Regions from separate parts of the Sus scrofa genome. Here region 2 is linked to region 1. Evidence: chromatin contacts called from public HiChIP or PLAC-seq data. All regions are on one chromosome and are shown on one strand. Each heading gives the region's core, a stretch centred on a gene start, on an enhancer-like site or on the middle of the called end of the contact. The rest is flanking DNA. Distances are from core to core; before and after follow the strand shown. Region 1 overlaps MIER1 (mesoderm induction early response protein 1). Region 2 overlaps PDE4B (phosphodiesterase 4B).

Region 1 (4,537 bases), core at 882-3,381:
AAGGAAATAGTATCATCTTAATAGTGTCGATTTCCACTCTAAACAAAACTTGTTTCACTGCAGTGAATTTAGGCCTTAAGTAATTTCTCTATACTAGTAATGAAAAAAACTTTTTAGTATTTATATTTCAGATCTGTTAAGGATTTATCCAAAGTACTTAACACCAAATGCATGAGAGTCTTAAAAAGCTTAATTCAGATGATGTAATATTCAAAGTGCTTGATAAAGTAGGAAAGATTAGTTGGGAAATAGAGAAGTGAGTTACTTTTAGAGAATTCTTGAGACTAGTCATTTTCCCAAATCAGAAATAAAACACTGCCATTGAAACTTCAGCATCTTTATGAAAAGTAATCAGCAACATAGAAATTTCTTCTTTGACATTCAGATAGAGTCCCTGTATATTTCAAAAGATTTGCAAGTGGTTTCAAAATCCATTGCAGTGATTAAGTGCAGGTACCAGTTGTTACTTTGAACCCGTTCTATTTGACTTACACTGTGGCTTAGAATGACTGTTATAATTAGATATAACGTATATGTTTATGTCTATTTGAAATTCATAAAGTAGCACCCCCTAAAATATTTTTGCAAATTGAGATATCTTTTCGCAGTAGTCCTAGATTAAAAAAAAAAAAAATTAGAAGAGTCTATTAAACCTATCCCATCCATTTAGCTAAATACTCCTCAGTAGTGTTATATCTTTTGAGCAATTCATAATAAAAGTAAAGAACTTAGATCTCCAAAGAAATTGAACTAAACTTGAAGAAATCTAAATCTTTTCATCTAAGGGAAAATGAAACTGAGCAGACTTTATGCAATTTGTCCTAGATCATGTACTTTGTGACACAATTAAGATTGTAACCTAGTAGGCTTCTGAATTCCTAGTGCCTAGTAATAGCAGTTCATCCTCTAAATTATTACTACCATAGTAATTTTGCCAATTTTAACTCCAGGGCTTTCTTTACCAGCAGCAAAGTTAAGTGATTTAATTTTGCACTGAGAAAGAGAGATTGTGAGCCCTTGGAACTGTCTCCCTGCCTTCTCTACCCTGTCATAGGGCTCCTAACTCCTTTCTGTCTTCATCCCTATTGCAGTGAAAATTTCTGATTTAATGTCTACATTACTTAGTAGGTGATAATGATACTTAAATGGTGGTGGAATTGGGTTGAGGGGAACAATTAGTTCCGACAGTTATACTCATTGAAAATAAGCTTTTGATTACCTGGAGTAAAAGAGCCTAATGATTACTCTGTGTTTTTACTTATTTATTTGTTTTAATAATGGTGATATTCTAGTTAGTTGGTGTTTTATTCTCCCAGTTTATGATTTTCTGATATATGGAATATTTCTTATGATGGTCTAGAAAAATACAGAAGAAATATTTGAACAAGTCTGAGGCATTGACTATTTGTTACAACTAGTAGGGCCTTGATATTTCTATATCATATATATGGGTGAAAGTGTAAAAATAAAGATCACTTTTTAATTTGATTTAGCCTACCTATTCTCTGTCTGTCTCTAATGTTTTTCATCTCAGAACAGTTATTTATCAACCTAAAAGACAACTAGGTTATTTTTCAAAATTGTAGACTCTTTAAAAAAAATAATGGACAAAAGAAAAAGAAATAAATAATGGCAAGACTAGGTTTTCTTGAAAATCTAAAAGTAAGGGAAGAAAATGAAAATGGCTCGTAATTCCACAAAATAATCTCCACTGACTTTCTTTTTAAATAACATAGAGTAGTGCTTGAAAGTGCTTAAAAAATTCCAACAGTACAGAAAGGTATAAAATGAAAAAAGTCTTTTTTTTCCCCCCAACCCATACTCTAGAAGTAACTGTTAACAAATTCTTTTGTATCCTTTTGGGGGCAGGGAGTAAATTCATATGTATATTCCAGCCTAATTTACCCCTGCCTCTATACTTTTCTTTTTATTCCTAATACATATAAATATCTATCTAAGTGCTGCATATGTATGTGTGCATTTTTTCCTCAGTACAAACAGGACCGCACAACTGTCTCATTCTTTTTAATAGATTAGTAGTGTTCCATCTCTTGGAAGAACTATATTATATTTCTGACTAGTTAAATAATGAACTGTAAAGTGTTTCCCAACTTTTTGCTGTGGACAACTTTGTGGTAGTGAACATTACACATGTATCTTGGTATGCTTTTTTAAGGCATATCAGTGGCTAAGTTCATGTTGGTAAGATGATCTCAAGAATGCTTGAACCAACTCCTAATTCTACCAGCAATGTATAGGTTAATTTCAAATACATATTAATCACCAGTGTAAGTGTCCTTTATGGCTTTCGTTTTATAATTTGAGCTTTTTCTAAAAGTAGATGTGGCTACAAATGAGTGCCAATTTAGTTTTAGTTTTGTTTTCTCCACCTCCTTTTTCCTTTTTAGTTTACTGTTTAATGACTATTAATGGTATATGTTGCAAGTTTTTCTGGAGGGTATTGTTAGAGATGCCGGTTACTAACAAGACATAGGTAATAGTCTGACATCACAGATGACAGATTGCATTCATATTTTAAACATGCTTTGAGTAGATGAAAACTATTCTTAAAAGAAGAGGGAAGGAAGTGAAAAGGTAAAGAGTTTTTTTTTTTTTTTTTTTAAACATATTTGTTTCCTTGGGAGTTATAGAAGGAATCACGTCCTAGCCTTCACCTTTACCACCTACCATGGAACCTTGATCAAGTCAGTTTATCTCCCTGGGTTTCCTAATCTATAAAATGATGTAGGTGGGGCAAGCATTATTGCCAGGTTTATGATAAGTAACTTCATGTTTTTGAAAATATGTAGTACTATGTAAACTTAAGCTGGTTCTGCTGTTCTTTTAAATAGTGAAATAAAATATGTCCTCATTTCATACTGAAATTTCCTGTATTATACTAAACTCATTTTATTTTGGGAGATAATTCTTTTGTTTGTTGGTTGGGCAAAAGTAATGTTTACAGTATGAGCTGTTTTCAAATGCCAGTTTTCCAGAAGTTCGTCTTTGATTTAAATGAGTATCATTAACTTCCAGGAAACCAGTCCCTCTCCCATTCTCCCCAAACGATACAGTGGAATTTTATTTTGAACATAGGATACTAAAATATTTATCTATAGGCAGACCATCCCTATTTCCCCTCCCCCAGTCCTAGTTTAGATATACTATCCGTCAAATCATGGTTCTTGAAACCATGTCTAGTATGTCTTACATAGTATGATTAGCGCTATCTTTGAACACTGGGTGTTCTATTTTATGCCAGCTTTCCTTAAAAATGCCAACAGTCCTCTAAACATTTGGTATCTTAATGGAAAATATTTAGGACCTTTTTCAGAATATTAAAGTGGTAACTACTTACCAATAAAATAACAATCAGTATGGCGTTTATTGGCATTTTAGCACAGTTTGAGAGCTTTTATAAACTACAGAAAACACTCACAATTCAGTATCTCTTTTATTGCCAGTATCTAATAACGTCATGAAAATTACCTTTTATTCTTCAGTAGAATAACTTATTTTTAATCTTTTTTAATCAGAAGACTGTTAAATGGAATAATTATTGGAGTGTTCAAAAAGAACCAAATGCTCAAAGAACTATTTCTTTTAAGCTAATTTGAAAGAAATGCTGGTTTTTCTTGTTTATTCCATGCCAACCTGTTTTAGAAGTTTACTAAAAAGGAAAAACAGCATTGTAAGGCCACTTTGTGGATAGTGAAGCTGGGACCAGATTGGACAGAGGTTGTGCTTAAACTTGGGACATATAGTTGCATGAAGTAAGAGTGGGTTAATATTTTAAAATATTTGCTGTGGTTAAATCCATTTTGAGCTGTAAGTGTGTAACTGTTCAAAAGGTATAGGGCAAGCTGAAAAACGCTTTTTATGGTTATAGTACTCTACTCTCTGTTACTCTACCTTACAGCTTCGCATTAGAGAAACCAAATTAAGAAGTAGTTCTGTTTTGACTCTGTTGTGGCAGAATGACTTTTAATTGAAGATAGTGCTGTGACACTTGAAAATTTATGATATGAATACTGTCGGTCTTTTGTTAGAACGAGACAATGCTATAAGGAAGAACCATTCTCTAGTAGAATTAAAAGGAAAAAAATAAGACCTTTGAAAAAGTATGCCTCAGAAGTTAATCAAGTTACCACGTGGACTCTAGAATGTCAATGTGAACACTTTTCAAAACGGAGTTTTAACGCCTTGTAAGAATTTGTCTTAAATGCCTAGCTTTTGAAAAATTGGGCACTTTTCCTCATTTCTGTTTTGTTGTTCTTGCCTCTCTGCCCCATTACTTAGCAGAAAGAAGGGAAATACTAGAATATCCCCATCTTTTGGTAATGCTTTTGGCTTTCCAGCAACTCTGACTTCTAATGAGCAGCAGTAGATAGCTTGGAATAGGCAAGTTTTTAGTTATAAAGAAATTATGTCATTTAAAGCATCTTTCGAACTTTTGTTTAATTTGTCTTATAGGAGTTGATGTTTGTAGATGACCTGTTTATAATCGTGAGTTAAACTGAATGAAGATAAAATAGGC
Region 2 (4,956 bases), core at 1,559-4,058, 540 kb before region 1:
CGAGTTACTGACTTCTCTCTGAAGTTCTCAATTAAAGCTAAATTCTGGGTTTTTCCAGGCTGTTGTAAATCTCAACCAACTACTTCCCCATAATGAGGGTTTCACTGCGTAACTTCTCCAGACCACACTGGCATCCATGTAGAAGGAGTTTCAGGCCGGCTCTGGCCTACTCCATTCTTTGCATTTTGTGATTATTGTCATGCATGTGAGATGTATTTAGGGATATAAATATATATATTAGCAGATTAACAGATTTCACCATATAGCTCCAGTATTTAGGGATATATATATATATATATATATACATATACATATACACACACACACAGATTTCACCATGAAGGGCAGGCTGAACTTTCTTCTGGAGTCATGAAGATAAACTAGACAACTCCAGAGGGAGAAAAAGGTTACTCATTGAGAAACTGCAAATTGCCATTTGTTTTCATTCTGAGTGTTGAGGCATTGTGGATTCTAACTCGGTTTGTGTCTGGAGTGCTGAAATTACACCTTCTCTGTCTTGCAAACTTATTAAAAAATAATTTCATTTTCAGTGCAGTAGTTAATAAGGCTCTGAGACCAGGAACCGTGTAGGTCCTAGTGAGACTTCCAATCGCTTCAGCCTTCCGCTCCTCCTTTATGGTGTCATGGGCAGGAAGCAATGAAAGTTGAATAGAGCTAACCCTAAAGAAAGGGCTAAACCTTAATGCTGACACAGTTAGCTTAAGTAGAAGGCATGCAGCTTCGCCTCCTTCTAGAAAGGTTGTAGGGCAAAGCAATTATCCAGTGGATGAATAATGCCCAGCTGACAGCTAAAGTCAATTGCAGTATTTAGAAAGATCTCTCCCTCTCTTTTCACTTAGCTACCCCCACCCCCAAATTCTTGGTTATCCAGATGCTGACTTCAGGTGAAGCTTCATCCATGGCATATGTAATATCATGACCGTATTTTGGTGGCCACCAAAAAGAAATTGATCTCTACCAGTTTAGGGGGAAATTGAATGATCTGTGGTAAAACTAAAATTCCCCCTTCAAATAGTGGCAAAATTATTTGAGTGTTCCATCTATGTTGCTGTTTAAAAATATCATTATAATCATCATTGTCATCACATCTGCATGACTCTGGCTTCTTATTGGTCATCTTTTGCTTATCCTCACTGAGCAAAGGAGCCATGGCGAATCTCTGACTACAGACTTGAAAGTCACGGTAAAGATGTTCTATATAGGAGTTCCCGTCATGGCACAGTGGTTAACGAATCCGACTAGGAACCATGAGGTTGCGGGTTCGATCCCTGGCCTTGCTCAGTGGGTTAAGGATGTGGCATTGACGTGAGCTGTGGTGTAAGTTGCAGACGCGACTCAGATCCCATGTTGCTGTGGCTGTGGTGTAGGCCGGCGGCTACAGCTCTGATTGGGCCCCTATCCTGGGAACCTCCATATGCTGCGGGAGCGGCCCAAGAAATGGCAAAAAGACAAAAAAAAAAAAAAGAAAAGATGTTCTATATATGGGCTTTGGAGTCAAAAGATCATTGCTCAAATCCTGTCTCTATGACTTACCAGTGTCTTGTCTATGGGCCAACGTACTTACCTGCTCTAAGACTTACCTTCCTCATCTGTAAAACAGAGACAAAAGTGGTACCCATCTCACAAGGGTTGCTGTGACGACTGAGATCATGCTGCATCTAAAGCACCCAGAAAGGCCCCCAATATGTGGCCAGCAGCCCAAGTTCAGCTAGATGCGTGAGAGCCGTTTTCTCTAACAATCAATTGCCCCTTACTGTGTGGTTCAGTAAGTGATAAGTTAATAGTGTTTACTGCATCTTTACAAAAAACTGTCTCTGGTTCTGATCAGCTAAGTGACTCTGTTTTGTTTGCAATCTCTGAACTTACATAAAAGTGGTGATGGGAAAGCCAGGGTTTTGCTTAGGTGTTTGGAGATGGCATATGTACCAGTCTGCATGCATGGGGTGGAGCACTGACCGTGTCTGGTGGCAGAAAAGCAAGTGGTCTTTTATGTTCACTTCCTCTGGACAGGGGTGTGTGTTGGTTGGTTGGTTGGTGGCTTTCTCTTAACCCTTTTGAAGAAAACTGAGACTCCCTGGCTGTCCTAAGTGAGCTTCAGAGCCCAGAGAGTTAGGTAAGGAATCGTTTCTGTGACTTACGAAAACATATCTTCCTCCTTGGCCCGAATTTCCCTCCTCCCTTAGTGCTGGCCACAGGACAAATGGAATTCCAGAATTAGAGAGAAAGATGCAGCCAGGTAGGTTAGTTATCGTAGATCATTTTCCTCCAAGAATGACAAGATGGCATACATTCAGTAGAAGTGTTACAAGGCAATGACGTTGTCTTTCAAGATGGAAAGACTGTCTTGTGAGCCTTCAGCCAGCAGCCCAAGTTCAGCTAGTTGCCTGAGAGCTGGTTGCTCTAACAGCAGATTGCCTTCTTAGATTTGTTCATTAATTTTGGTTGCAACTGTTATCGCCTCCTGAATTAGAAGAATTGTCTTACACTTCAGCGAAATGCATCAGAGCATGAGTTCCTCAGTGGCAAAACAGTCAGATGTTTTGAAAACAGGATGCTTTGGCTCCACATTATAAAAAGAGGAACGGAAAGAGAAACAGTATAGAAAGGAAGAAAGCAAATAGCCTCAGCAGGATCCCCAGCGCAACAATGGCATAAACACTGACCTATCTTCCTGACCTTCACTGTGGCTCAGTTCCTGACCTCGTGTCACCAAAGCCAACCGACGTCATCGGAGGAGGAGAGGAGGAATGGCGCAGCTGCTGTGAGGGTGACTAGAATTTCCTGTCTCCTTCCTGACAGACGCAGGCAGAAAAGTACAGAGTTGCGACAACAGTGGCTGAGGAAGGACCGACCCAGAACAATCTCAGTGAGGTGGACTGAAGTGGAGTTGTGACTGACAGGGGACTTGGACTGAAAAACAGAGTCTCTTGCCTAAAGTTTTTAGGTGCAAAACATCAAAAGGGTCATTCGTACCCAGCATGTTGGATGTTTTTCAAAAGATGAACATATTGTGATACCCAGGAAGGAGCTAGGTTCAAGCAGCTCGTCCCTGACCTAACTTCCCCCCTGAAAACCCCCACGACCCTTTCCTTGCTCAGCTAGCCTTGCCCCGAGGCTCTTTTACGTGCCGTGCAAAGGTCTGAACTTTATCGATAAAAAAGGGATGTTCTGCTGTTGAAATGAGCAACCCTGAATATCAGTGATTTCCCTACAGCATCTGCACCCAGTGCTTCAGTAAATATTTGCAAAGGAAGTTTGTGAGATGGGCATGGGAGATAGACGGACCTTCTTCTCTAAGGGCATCATGAGGTCAACTATAGAAACCATCACAGGGGAAATGAGGCCCCCTGGCTATGCAGGCTTATTTTTCCCATTCTTCAGGGAGACTGAGGTACCAAGTGTGAAGCCAGCTAATTGCCTGTGCCCTTGGGTGGGAGGGCTTGAAGCCATAGAATTCTCCCAGTCTGGAGCCACCTGGGGCCCAAGCTGCCTGGCACTGGAATGTGACCATGATAGGTTGATGCTCTTAAAGCTGGTGAGTCATTTTCTACCGAACTGTATAATCAGTAAGGAGGGGAAATGTTAGATCCAGCAGAACTGAAAGGAAATAGATCTTACTGGTCAACAAATTCATCTTGGAACTCTGTTAGGAAGAGGACGGGCAGTTGGCCAGCCACAGAAAGGGATTAATTCCACTTTTGCCCCAAATTAAATGCTATGATGAGAGTAGTGCCCCCACTTAGGGCAAGAGGGATTCTTTTCCTGGACCCTGTGCTTATAGAGAGCCCTAGCCTAGTCTTCATTCAGCTGTTCTCTGCTCCAGCAGGTGAGGAGTTTGCTGGGTCAAGGGAGCCTGGACCCCCACATTGTCCACTCAGATGGCTTTGAACTCACTTCCAGGGCCCGTACAGGCATCTTTCCTGGATGTTCTGCAGGAGAGCAGAAATTTAGGCCTGAGAAGTAGCCAAGAGGCAATAATTTGGCTTGAGTGAGTTGACATGGGGAAGGACTAGTGCAAGGCATGGTCCAAAAGCTAGATCCCCCTGCACTACCACATCCAAGGGGTTCAAGGTTTCTGAATTCAATTTGGCTGCCCAAGCTACTAGGAATAGTTGTTAAGGTTGGAGGGTTGGAAGTAGCTCAATCTGTGTCTTTATGTATTTAGGCTTATGAAATGCAGCCCTACAAATGTTAGAGGTGACCTTGGATTAGAAGGCAGAATAGAATAAAAATCAGTTCCAATGGCCAAGTGGGGGACTCATACATTGTTTTGATCCAAATTTTTCTCTTTACTGCTCAGATTTATATAGTACTGGAGACAGCAAAGTGAAAAGAGCCTGGGAAAAAGCCATGAGCTTTGAATTCTAGTGTTGCCTCTATTTAAGTGTATTATCTTTTTCTTTTTTTTTTAATTTTATGGCCACACCCTAGGCATATGGACGTTCCCAGGCCAGGGCCTGAATCCAAGCCACAGCTGTGACCTGTGCTGCAGCTGGGGCAATGCACCGGGCTGGGGATTGAACCTGAACCTCTGCAGTGACCCAAGCCACTGTAGTTGGATTCTTAACCCACTGTGCCACAGCGGGAACTCCTTGGGTGTATTATTTTAAACAATTAAATCCTTTTGAACTTTTGCCTCTTAACTACAAGACAAAATTGTTAAAGACTATCTCCATGGTCTATTTCAGCTCCTGTATTCAGCCACAGAACCGTAATAGTAAACAGCCAATCTGCTTTTGCGGGTGTATGTTTTGTGCACAGACATTGTGCTAAGCTCCTAATCTACATTCTGTCTTTAATACTCACAGCAACCCTTTGAAACAGGTGCTATTATTACCCTCATTTAACAGATGAGTAGAGTGAGGCTTAGAGAGTTGAAATTAATCGCCTAAGGTAAAGATGAGAGCCAGAATTCATACTCAGGGCCATTTGACT

The links. HiChIP or PLAC-seq counts read pairs in DNA pulled down with a chosen protein or histone mark.
Region 2: an H3K27ac HiChIP or PLAC-seq map of alveolar macrophages shows a contact between it and region 1. The contact joins two enhancer-like sites. A contact is called at or near these places in 3 of 47 Hi-C or Micro-C datasets (alveolar macrophages, embryonic fibroblasts and liver) and 1 of 2 datasets of contacts at active chromatin or transcription factors (alveolar macrophages).

What each region holds. Positions count from the first base shown.
Region 1 is chr6:145,665,930-145,670,466 of Sscrofa11.1, reverse strand. The region is part of intron 2 of MIER1 (mesoderm induction early response protein 1); the gene reads left to right. Among named protein-coding and RNA genes, the nearest start is that of MIER1, 12 kb to the left of the region's middle. Within about 2 kb of position 2,131, at least 9 of the 83 cell types and tissues checked have an H3K27ac peak or open chromatin away from gene starts, as enhancers often do. A contact at or near this core is called in alveolar macrophages, where this site is marked.
Region 2 is chr6:146,204,698-146,209,653 of Sscrofa11.1, reverse strand. The region is part of intron 9 of PDE4B (phosphodiesterase 4B); the gene reads left to right. Among named protein-coding and RNA genes, the nearest start is that of SGIP1, 160 kb to the right of the region's middle. Within about 2 kb of position 2,808, at least 40 of the 83 cell types and tissues checked have an H3K27ac peak or open chromatin away from gene starts, as enhancers often do. A contact at or near this core is called in alveolar macrophages, where this site is marked.